2 separate regions of the Anas platyrhynchos genome follow, and region 1 is linked to region 2. The links are chromatin contacts, called in public Hi-C maps. All regions are on one chromosome and are shown on one strand. Each heading gives the region's core, a stretch centred on a gene start, on an enhancer-like site or on the middle of the called end of the contact. The rest is flanking DNA. Distances are from core to core; before and after follow the strand shown.

Evidence for each region. A called contact is a pair of places that touch in the nucleus more often than the background predicts.
Region 1: a contact with region 2 is called in a Hi-C map of small yellow follicle, with 2.3 times the contacts expected there. The contact joins the promoter of TGFBR1 here to the enhancer-like site in region 2. A contact is called at or near these places in 5 of 8 Hi-C or Micro-C datasets (F1 follicle, F5 follicle, skeletal muscle and 2 more).

What each region holds. Positions count from the first base shown.
Region 1 is chr2:112,707,499-112,712,369 of IASCAAS_PekinDuck_T2T, reverse strand. TGFBR1 (transforming growth factor beta receptor 1) reads left to right here and starts at 1,785. Exons shown (of 9, transcript XM_038174427.2): 1 at 1,785-1,951. The coding sequence starts at 1,873.
Region 2 is chr2:112,672,643-112,677,207 of IASCAAS_PekinDuck_T2T, reverse strand. No RefSeq gene overlaps it. Among named protein-coding and RNA genes, the nearest start is that of RECK, 14 kb to the right of the region's middle. Within about 2 kb of position 2,172, at least 4 of the 8 cell types and tissues checked have an H3K27ac peak or open chromatin away from gene starts, as enhancers often do. A contact at or near this core is called in F1 follicle, F5 follicle and small yellow follicle, where this site is marked.

The DNA.
Region 1 (4,871 bases), core at 536-3,035, 36 kb before region 2:
TAATGGGGATAATGAACTGGGTTTGCTTACTTAAGATCTCACTGTATTTAGTTTTGGAGGGACAGATGAGGTAAACCTGGCAATATCTATAAAAGTTAGATGTGTAAAAACTCTGGGTATTCTATAAAGCAGTGACAAAATAATAATAATAATGATAATCTGCTGCTTGCCTCTGATTTAGCAGCATCACAGTCTTCTGCTAAAGTTTCTGATTTGTGAGCTTACAGAAAAGGGAAGCAAATAAGTACTTTCATTCTTTCTGTGCTAATTTGAGTAAAATTGCTTGAGAAAATAAAGGATCTGGTTTTCTTTGTTGTGTTGGGGGCTTTTTTTGGCTTTTTTGATGGAAAACAGCTTATTCTGTTGACTTGGAAAATATTACACGTTCAGTATTTTTCCTCTTACTGACCGTAACTTGTAAATGTCACAATGCACCAAACAGTTTAAAAAACATAAAATTCAGCTAATTAAATGAAGAGAAAACTATAAAAACTGCAAATGAAGTTTTGCAACATCTTATTTCCTCTTGCACTACCACTAACCATACATATTTTCTTGTTGAAACACAGATTAACTAGAAATTTTTGTTAGCCTGATACAGTACTTCTTATCCTAAAAGACTGACAGAGCTGTTAGTACCACGTTTCTGTTAGACCATATAGCAGTATAACCACGGCTGTTCGACCACATTGCGGTCGCTGTTAGTACCACATTTCCATACACTTTTGCTTCAAAAACTGAACGATTTTTATTAGTGCCCATTTGTTTAAGTAAATCTACTTATGAGTATTCGTATATTTGATCTTAGTCAAAAGCTAATCCATAGAACAATTTGTTCTGTGTAATTTCCTGTCATCACTTGTCCCTTTTCAAAACTGGTTACATTTTAATGCTTTATGTAGCTCCTCAGCACGTGTTTTTCTTGCATTACAGAGTGCTGTTTGAACCTCCCATACATGCTCAAGTATTTGCTTTCTTTCTGGAAGGTGGAAAGTAAAAGACTATTCAAAACCTGTCCATAATTCTTGCAAGAAATAATAAATTCTTGCAAGAAATAAGACTAAGTATAGATCAAATGTTCCACTCTCTGGGTCCTGCATATTTTATGCAATGTATCTAAAGGCCACCGTGTTCTAGTAGAGGTATGGAACAAACCCATGTTTAAACCGCGGATAATCCTGGTGTAATAACCTGCTTTAATGAATGTGTGAAATAACGTGGGAGCTGCAAACGGGGTCTAGAAAGGTTCTAGCCTTATACTAATGCAGGTAGGCTCTACCCTATCTCATCCTGATGCAGGTAGGCTCTACCCTATGACCTTTTAGGCTACAGGAAGACAAATCCTTTGCTCCTGAGCTGCAGGCGGGCTGCGGGGCTAGCATCACGAAGGCTGAGCTTCCTCTATACGGCTGCCAGCGGGTCTGTGAGCAAGCTGTCACAGCGCCCGTGCGTTACACCTACACCCGTGTGTGAGAGAAACGCATCAGAGGCAGCACCGGGACGGGCTCTGCCTGCCTCCCCTAACCCACACCCACACCCAGGCAGCTTCTACAGACGAATTCCTCAGCTCCTGGGGCTGCTTCCCCTCTCTCAACGAGCCTCCTGCCGGAAGCCCTCTCGGGCGGACAGACGAAAGCGGATGCTCAGCGGCGAGGCTGCCGCCAGCCCCCAGCCCGCCCCTCAGCCCCGCCGCGGGGGTGGGACGGGGACGGGGACGGAGGGGGGGGGGAGCGGCCAATCAGGCGGCGCCTCCGCGGCCGCGGCAGCAGCGGCAGGAGGGAGGCGAGGAGCGGGGCGGGGCGGGCTGAGGCGCTGCGGGGCCGCGCGCGCGCGCGCTCGCTGGGGCTGGCGTTGCGGGTTCGAGACCGGAGCATGGCGCTACCGGCCACTCGGCCGGGCTGGGCCCCGCTGCGCCTGGCGGCGGCCGCGCTGCTCTTCCCCGCGGCGGCCGGTGAGCGTCTGAGGGGCAAGATAGGGGGAGATAAGGGTGGAAAGGAATTGGGGTGAGGGGGTTGAGAGCGAGCGGGGTCAGTGCGCGGTGCTGGAGGCGGGGGGTAGGGGAGCGGCGGCGGGCGGCTGCGGGTCCGCGGCGGTTCCTTTCAACAACATGGCGGAGGGGCTGGCTGGGGCGGAGGCGCCACCCCCCTGGTGTCCGAGCCCGGCAGGGCCCGCGGCCGGCTCGTCCCTTTGTTGGCCGGGCGGGTGCGGTGAGGGGCGGGCGAGGTGCCCGGGGTGCCTCAGCAGCCCCCTGCCGCCCCGCTGGTGTGTGCTGCCTGAACCCTCTCCAGCCCCGCCAGGTGGGTACGCGGCTGTAGGTACGCAGGCGGTGGGGCTGAGCCTCCTTTCTTCTTGGGGAAACTTGTGGCTGCTCCCTGGGAGCGCTGGCGTCGTCCCGGGGAAATCCCGCTATGTCTCCTCGCAGCGTGTCAAAGGGCGCTTGCAGGCAGCGCAGCGGAGAGAGGAGGCGTGAGGCGGTGCTCGGAGCCTCCCCGGAGTGAGGGTAAGAGATCCCCCGGCTGCCATGTCGGGCGCTTTAACACGCCACGTTGTAGCGTGTTTACAGTGTCTGCGGGGAAGCTGTGACGAGGGAGGTGGGCGAGCTTTCCCTCGCAGCCAGACAGCCGTGTTTGCCTTGCCAGGACCGCACCACGAGGAAGTGAAGGCTGCAGTGAGCGTCGCACAGTGAAGTGGCTTTGTTCTGCTGGCTTCTCTGTACCTGTGGCGTCTTGTGAGAGAGAGATGTTTGTTATACAAGTCTTACAGATGCCTGGTTCTAATTGCTGTAGGTTCCAGCTGCATCTCTAGTGAGAGGTTAATGACAGATGCACAAAATCTGATTTATAATGAATTCCAGTTCCTAAATTATTCTGCAGGTGGGTTGTATACTGCTTTGGGTTTTAAAGAGGAAACGGAGAAGCACCACAACTTATTCCAGCTATAAGACATCTGGGGTTTCACCGTGCTGTTCGCAGTTCACTTTAAGGTGGTACTTACACTGTAAAGAAAATACTGCTTAAAGCAAACCAACTTGCTAAACTAAAATACTCTATTGCTTGTCAGTCTTCTTACTAAAGGAGGTGGAGAATCTTTTGTTGTGGAAACAGTGAAGTAAGCCTAAGTTAACCATTGATTTTTCTTGTGTTCGTGAAAAGGTGTAGCAGGCTTTAATAATTTGAAGCTTTCTTACATACCGTATCCAATCTAGATGTTGAGGGAAACTTTAACTTGATTTCAGCTTTGAAGCTTTCTTTTCCCTTTTAATGCTTCTAGTCTGTCAAGAATTCCCATTCAATCTCTTTCAGGAAAGAAAGGTCTGAAAGCTTTATGTGAAAACAAGGTAATAGATTTCTATGCAAAAGCTTAAGGTTGGAAGTAGAAGTGTTCTTTTGTGTGTGTATCTCTTTCTGTTTGTTTGTTTTAAGTGGGGCAGGAGGGGAAAGAAGTCCGCCTTGTCCAGAGTAATGGGTGGGGATCTAGGGCTCATGATCCATAGCTCGTAGACAAGTCCTCTCTTACTGGTAAAGGGATTAAATTGTCTGAATACTGTGCTGTAAGTTGACAAAGACGCGTGACATATGATTTGTATACAGTTACTTAGCATTCTTTGCAAAAGTTAGACATTTTCTGATTGCAAAACAACATCAGAAGCAGCATGCTAGTTTAATGTGTGAATGAATCCTCTTGTGATATGTTTTGTATGAAAATCAGACATGTCATGAATCACAGTGGCTAGCTGACTTCCTGTCAAGCTCTACTTTTTAAGCCTACTACTAGCCCTAATTTGAAAGCAGTCGTGATTTATTTATTTTTTATTTTGTAACTGTGTAAGCCACAAATAGTCTTTAATATTTTAAGAATTCAGGGGCATTACCTCGTGGAAACAATTGCATTCACACAACTAGTCCTTATCACAAATAAGGATAGAAATCTGTTTTGTATGCTGAAGTGTATTTAAACATATAAATTAAAGACTTCTTTTTTTCATGAAGGTAGCAAGGCTAAAACAAAGATAAAGACCAAGGCTTTTAATTATTTTTTTTTAAGTATACTTTTCTGTGAAAGTTACCCAAACCAATTTTTATTTTTTTTCTTATAAGAGACAAGAACACACCTGTGAGTAGCTTTATGGATGAGTTGCAAAAAAATACATGTATGTAGCACCATTTGCCACCTGCACTACAGAGGACATAGCATTGCTTCTTGGAAGCTGAGATTTTTCACAAGGCTTTATCGTTACCTGCAAGATGTAGATAGGGCCTCAAAGTATTTTGTCCGCTGTCTTGGGTGCATCATTTTGGCTTCCAAAATTGCTGTTTTCCTTTAAAGTTGTGCAAAACAAAAAAGTATTAAATGTATGTGAATGCTGCCCTGGACACTGTTACCTTACAGTACTTAATTAGTGCCTTTGTGCAAAGAATCACTTAGTGAATGTCCTGAAATATCATGGTTAAAAATGTCATAGAGTATCTGGAATACCGTACTTAAACACTTCTGCATCTTGAGCCAGAAGAGTTCAGTGGTGAGTCAGGTGTGTTGTTTGAGGGGAATGTACAAATAACGCAGGAAGCTGACAGCACCTCTATGTATTACATTTTTGCTTGTGAAAAAAAAAATTGGACAAGGAAGAAACAGACAATAAACACTAGAGCCCTGTTGGTCATCTCCCCAGGATCTCTCAGTGTCTCTTCTATATATCACAGCCTTGCTTCTTTCTCACCTCAAGCATTATGTCTTGTGGAACCAAAGTCCTGACTGTTCCTGTGGTGGTGCTTTTCCCCCAGCTGTCACAAGTATTTCCCATGGAAGAAGAGTTTTAATGTATATCACAAGAGAAAGACCTGGAGCTTCTTGTTCAGCATAATACTGCTTTT
Region 2 (4,565 bases), core at 923-3,422:
TCTCTGAACTGTATTGGGAATCCTTAAGGTATCCAGAGAAAAACAAAAGCAGTATCAAAATGTGTTCATCTTTCACAGAAGGTATGATTATTTGGTTGAAAACATGCTTGTGCTTCTCCAATGAATGACTAGAGGAAAGCCTTCCCCAACACTAAAAACAACAAAAAAAAATCAGTAAAATAAAATCCTATGTTCCTCTCGTAAATCTGTCAGAGAAAATGTATGGCCTCAAAATAGCATAATAGTGTTGACATCTATCAAGCTTAATTTTCATTGAATGTGGATTTCTATGTTTGATGCTTTCAGGATAAGATTTAGGTTGAAGTTAGGTTACTAAAATACATCTGATGGCAATTAGATGTTCTTGTCAGGTGGTTTTTGATCTGGGTGCAATATAGTCTTGCATGATATTTTTACATTGCTACAAGGAGTTGACAAAGTGTATGTGGTCATCTTTCATGGGACTTGCTCTGAGGTGTGCCTAATTAAAAAAAAAAAAATGAAAATCTGTAAATATCAAACACTTAACCAAGTTACTTCTAAGTGAGGCTCTTTTGCAGTTTTAGAATCATAGATCATTTTAGAAGAACTGCTGAATTCAAGGTTTGCATGCTACTTTACGCTGCTCGTTCAGCATAGTTGGTGTTTGCTATCAAAATTCAAAGTGTTCAAGGAGAAAATGTCTCAGGGAAACTGAGGTGTATTTTCTGCTTTAAAAATCAAAACCAATCAAAATGCACCCTTCTGCAGCAAGGTAGTATAATGAACTTTTGAACTTTAGTTCCTTTACTGTTTTGTTACAAGATTTATTCACTGAGAGGCCCAAAAAATGTGAAATTACACTATTAGGAATGCTGCAAATCAGACATTTCTACCTCTTTATGGTCATTTTATCCTAAACAAATGAAGTTCCCAACATTTCAAAATGAATCAAACTGATGAGCCCAGCAGAGAGAGTTAATGCAGGCTAGGTGCAGGGTGTCATTTTAATCACTATGGTAAAGATCCTGAAAGTTAAAAAGAAAAAAAAAAAAAAAAAAAAAACCTCATCCTTTGTTTTAAAGATTTTTACTGTCATTTTTCAGACTTCTTTGGAAGAGTCAATAAACTTACCTCCCTCAAAAATCTTATGTATGGTCTTAGAATACTTACTGCAAAGAAACTTCCGTAAGTAGCAAAACGTGTAGAACCTAAGATAAATGCCAACTAATAGCTAAGAAAAGTGAAGGCTTTGAAAATCCATAAAGACCAAGCCAAGTTACAGACAACTTTTTCTTAACTGAAAAAAAAAAAAATTTTATTATTATTATTATTATTATTATTATTATTATTTTCTATGCTGTGGGATGCATTATGTGGCCAGATAAAATGTTGACAGGTGGTAATTGTGGATCATTGCTTGCTAATGTACGTTGCATTTTGTTTAAAGGAGTTGTGGCTGTCAATCCAGTCCTGCCAGGTCCAAACCACCAAAAAAGAAGTAAGCTGGCACTGATGCTTGTCTGGGAAGGTTCTGGAGCGCGAAGGGGAGTAGGCAGAAAAGGGCAAACATTGTCAGGGCCTGCAAAATAGGGGAGCCTGCTGGAGGGAGGCAGAGGTGATAGGAAGAAAAAAAAAAAAAAGGACTTGTATGGAGTTTGTTACAAGTTCATGCAGTGGTTTTACCTTGCTAGGCAGCTGAACATCACAAGTGCTCTATCGCTCCCCCTCCCCAGAAAAGGAAGAGAAGAAAAAAACACCTCACAGGTTGAGATAAGGATAATTTAATTAAAGGAAAAATAATTATTAAGGGAAAAAATGTTAAGGGAAAATTGAATAATTTAAAGGGGAAGAGGAAAGGGGGTGGGGGGGTAAAGAGCAACGGCTGTGTTAAAGCACAGAGAGAGAGGAAAGTTACCTCCCACCAACTAGCTATGCTTGACCACATCCTTGAAGCAGGGCCTCAATACACTTAGCCCCGTTGTTTAGGAGGACAGGCGTTTTCATAACAAGAGCCCACCCCTCCCCTCTCCTTCCTTTTTCCACTTTTATTGCTGAGTGTGGCACCGCATGGTATGGAATATCCCTTTGGTTGGTTTAGGTCAGCTGGCACGGTGATGTTCCTTCCTCACTTCTTGCCCACCCCCAGCCTGCTGGGTCTGGAGGGAGTCCTGATGCTGCTGTGCCAGCAGGGCTCTGCAGTAGACACAACACTGGTGTGATACCACTGCTGTTCTAGGTACATGTGCAGAGCACAGCTCTGTATGGGCTGCTGCAGGGAAAGTTAACTCCAACCCAGCCAGACCCAGCACAGCTCAGAAAGCTTCAAAAAATATGCTGGGTGAGGGCAGAGATTTCAAACCTTTTCATTTTTATTCTAGCTTGCCCAGCAGACCTCAGCTTCTTCAGTTGAAGTATTAACATATTTCTCAGGATACTGTTAGCTTTTAATGACTTTGGTGGTTTGTGGCTGTTTAAGATGTGTAGACAGTTCCCCCTCAAAGGACTAGCTTAGTCAAAAAACAGTTAAAAAAAAAAAAAAAAAAAAAAAATTGTCAATCCTTCCAGAAATTTGTTCAATTTAGGATAGTGAAAGATTTGAAGGCACAGATATGGTGAAAGCTTCTTGTTACTCTGTGTTTCTATTCACGTTACTTGGGCACTAGCTGCAGAGCTTGAACAGCTATTTTGAAAACTAAAAAATTGATGAAATCAGAAAGGGATGTCATGGATTTAAATTTCTTTAGGAGAAATCTCTAAGATATTTGCCTAAAGAAGCCAAATACCATAAATCTCTCAAAATGCTGTCATGTTACATGGACAATCTACATTAATGAAAAAGTGCAAGAGTCGAAGGCAGAGGAAATGTAACTTAAAAACCAAACAAGTGTTGTGAATCTCATAATAAACAATGTTATGTTAGGAAAGAGAAGAGCTTGGATGTCTACCAGTCCTCTTATGTATAAAAAGCATGAAAAGAAAATGGTGCAGGCATAACAGACTCTTTGAGTTGTTCTAAGCACATTACTTTCTTGAACTCAGTCCAGAATTTCATTCTTGAATTGCTAAATTGCTAGCTGCAAGAACTACGTAATACGGTTATCTAAAAACTAGCTTTTTATCACATTAAGGAATATCTCATCAGGAACATCTGCTTGATGTATGACTTCATGAAGGAGATGTTTGAGTGCGTTACCAGACATCAGCTAGGAATAGAAGGCAGCCACCATAACATGTCTGCCCACAGCAGGCTATATACACCATGGTATGTGTAACATAGTAATGCCTGCACAGGGTTGTAGTTTTACTCAGCTGGGCAGCTGAGTTCCTCTACAACTGGTCTCACTCCCCACCCCCTCCTCAAAGGAAAAAATAATGAAAATGGTGCAAGGGTTGAGATAAGACAGGGACATCACTTAATAATCATCACCATGGGCAAAACAGACTCAGCACAGGGAAATTAATGTAATTTATTGCCTATTACCAATAAGTTAGAGCAGTGAGAAACTAAAAACTCCTTCTCCCCCCATCCACCCTCTCCTTCCTCCTCCTCCAAGCAGCTCAGAGGAACAGGGAATGGGGGCTGCCATTAGTCCCTGATGCTTTGTCTCTGCTGTTCCCTCATGGTCACTCTGCCTCTACTCCCCGTTGGGTCCCTCCCACGGGATGCCGTCCTTCCCAAACTGAGCCTGCAGGGGCTGCCCACAGGCAGCAGCTCTTCAAACACTGCTCCCAAACGGCTTTGTCCCACGGGGCCCATCCATCCCCCAGGAGCAAACTGCTCCAGCACGGGTCGCCCATGGGTGGGTGGCAGCTCCCCCCAGACCCCTGCTGCTGAGTGGGCTCCTCTCCACGGGCTGCAGCTCCGGCCCAGGGCCTGCTCCTGCAGGGGCTCTCCATGGGCCACAGCCTCCTCCAGGCCACATCCACCTGCTCCACCGGGGGCTCCTCCACCCGTGGGGGGGCTGCAGCGTGGAGATCTGCTCCATGTGGGACCCATGGGCTGCAGGGGGACAGCCTGCTCCACCAGGGGCCTCTCCCTGCACAGGCTGCAGGGGAACTGCTGCTGCCTGCCTGGAGCACCTCCTGCCCTCCTGCTGCACTCACCTGGGGGGCTGCAGGGCTGGTGCTCACTCCTCACTCTCCTAGCTGCTGCTGGGAGAACATAGCAGTTTGTTTCCCTTTCTTAAATCTGCTCCTACAGAGACACAAACAATACTGCTCATTGTCTTGGTTCTGGCCAGCAGTCGGTCCCTTTAGAGCCAGCTGAAATTGGCCCTTATCTGACATGGACAGCTTATGGACTCTACTCACAGAGGCCACCCCTGCAGCCCCCCACTACCAAAACCTTGCCATATAAACCCCCATTTACGTGGGGTTTACCATGGCTTTAAATGGACCATAATGGATACCAGATGCAAGGTCACTGCTAGATGTAGCTTTTGTGACTAACCTTTCCAAACACCAGCCAAGGACTGGTGCAAGAGCTTTTGTTATATATCAGTAAGTACTTGTTTTAACAATTTATGTCTCAGGGAATCATCTCCTTTGTGTTTGTTGCCAGTTAAGATCTTCTCTTGGAAAAT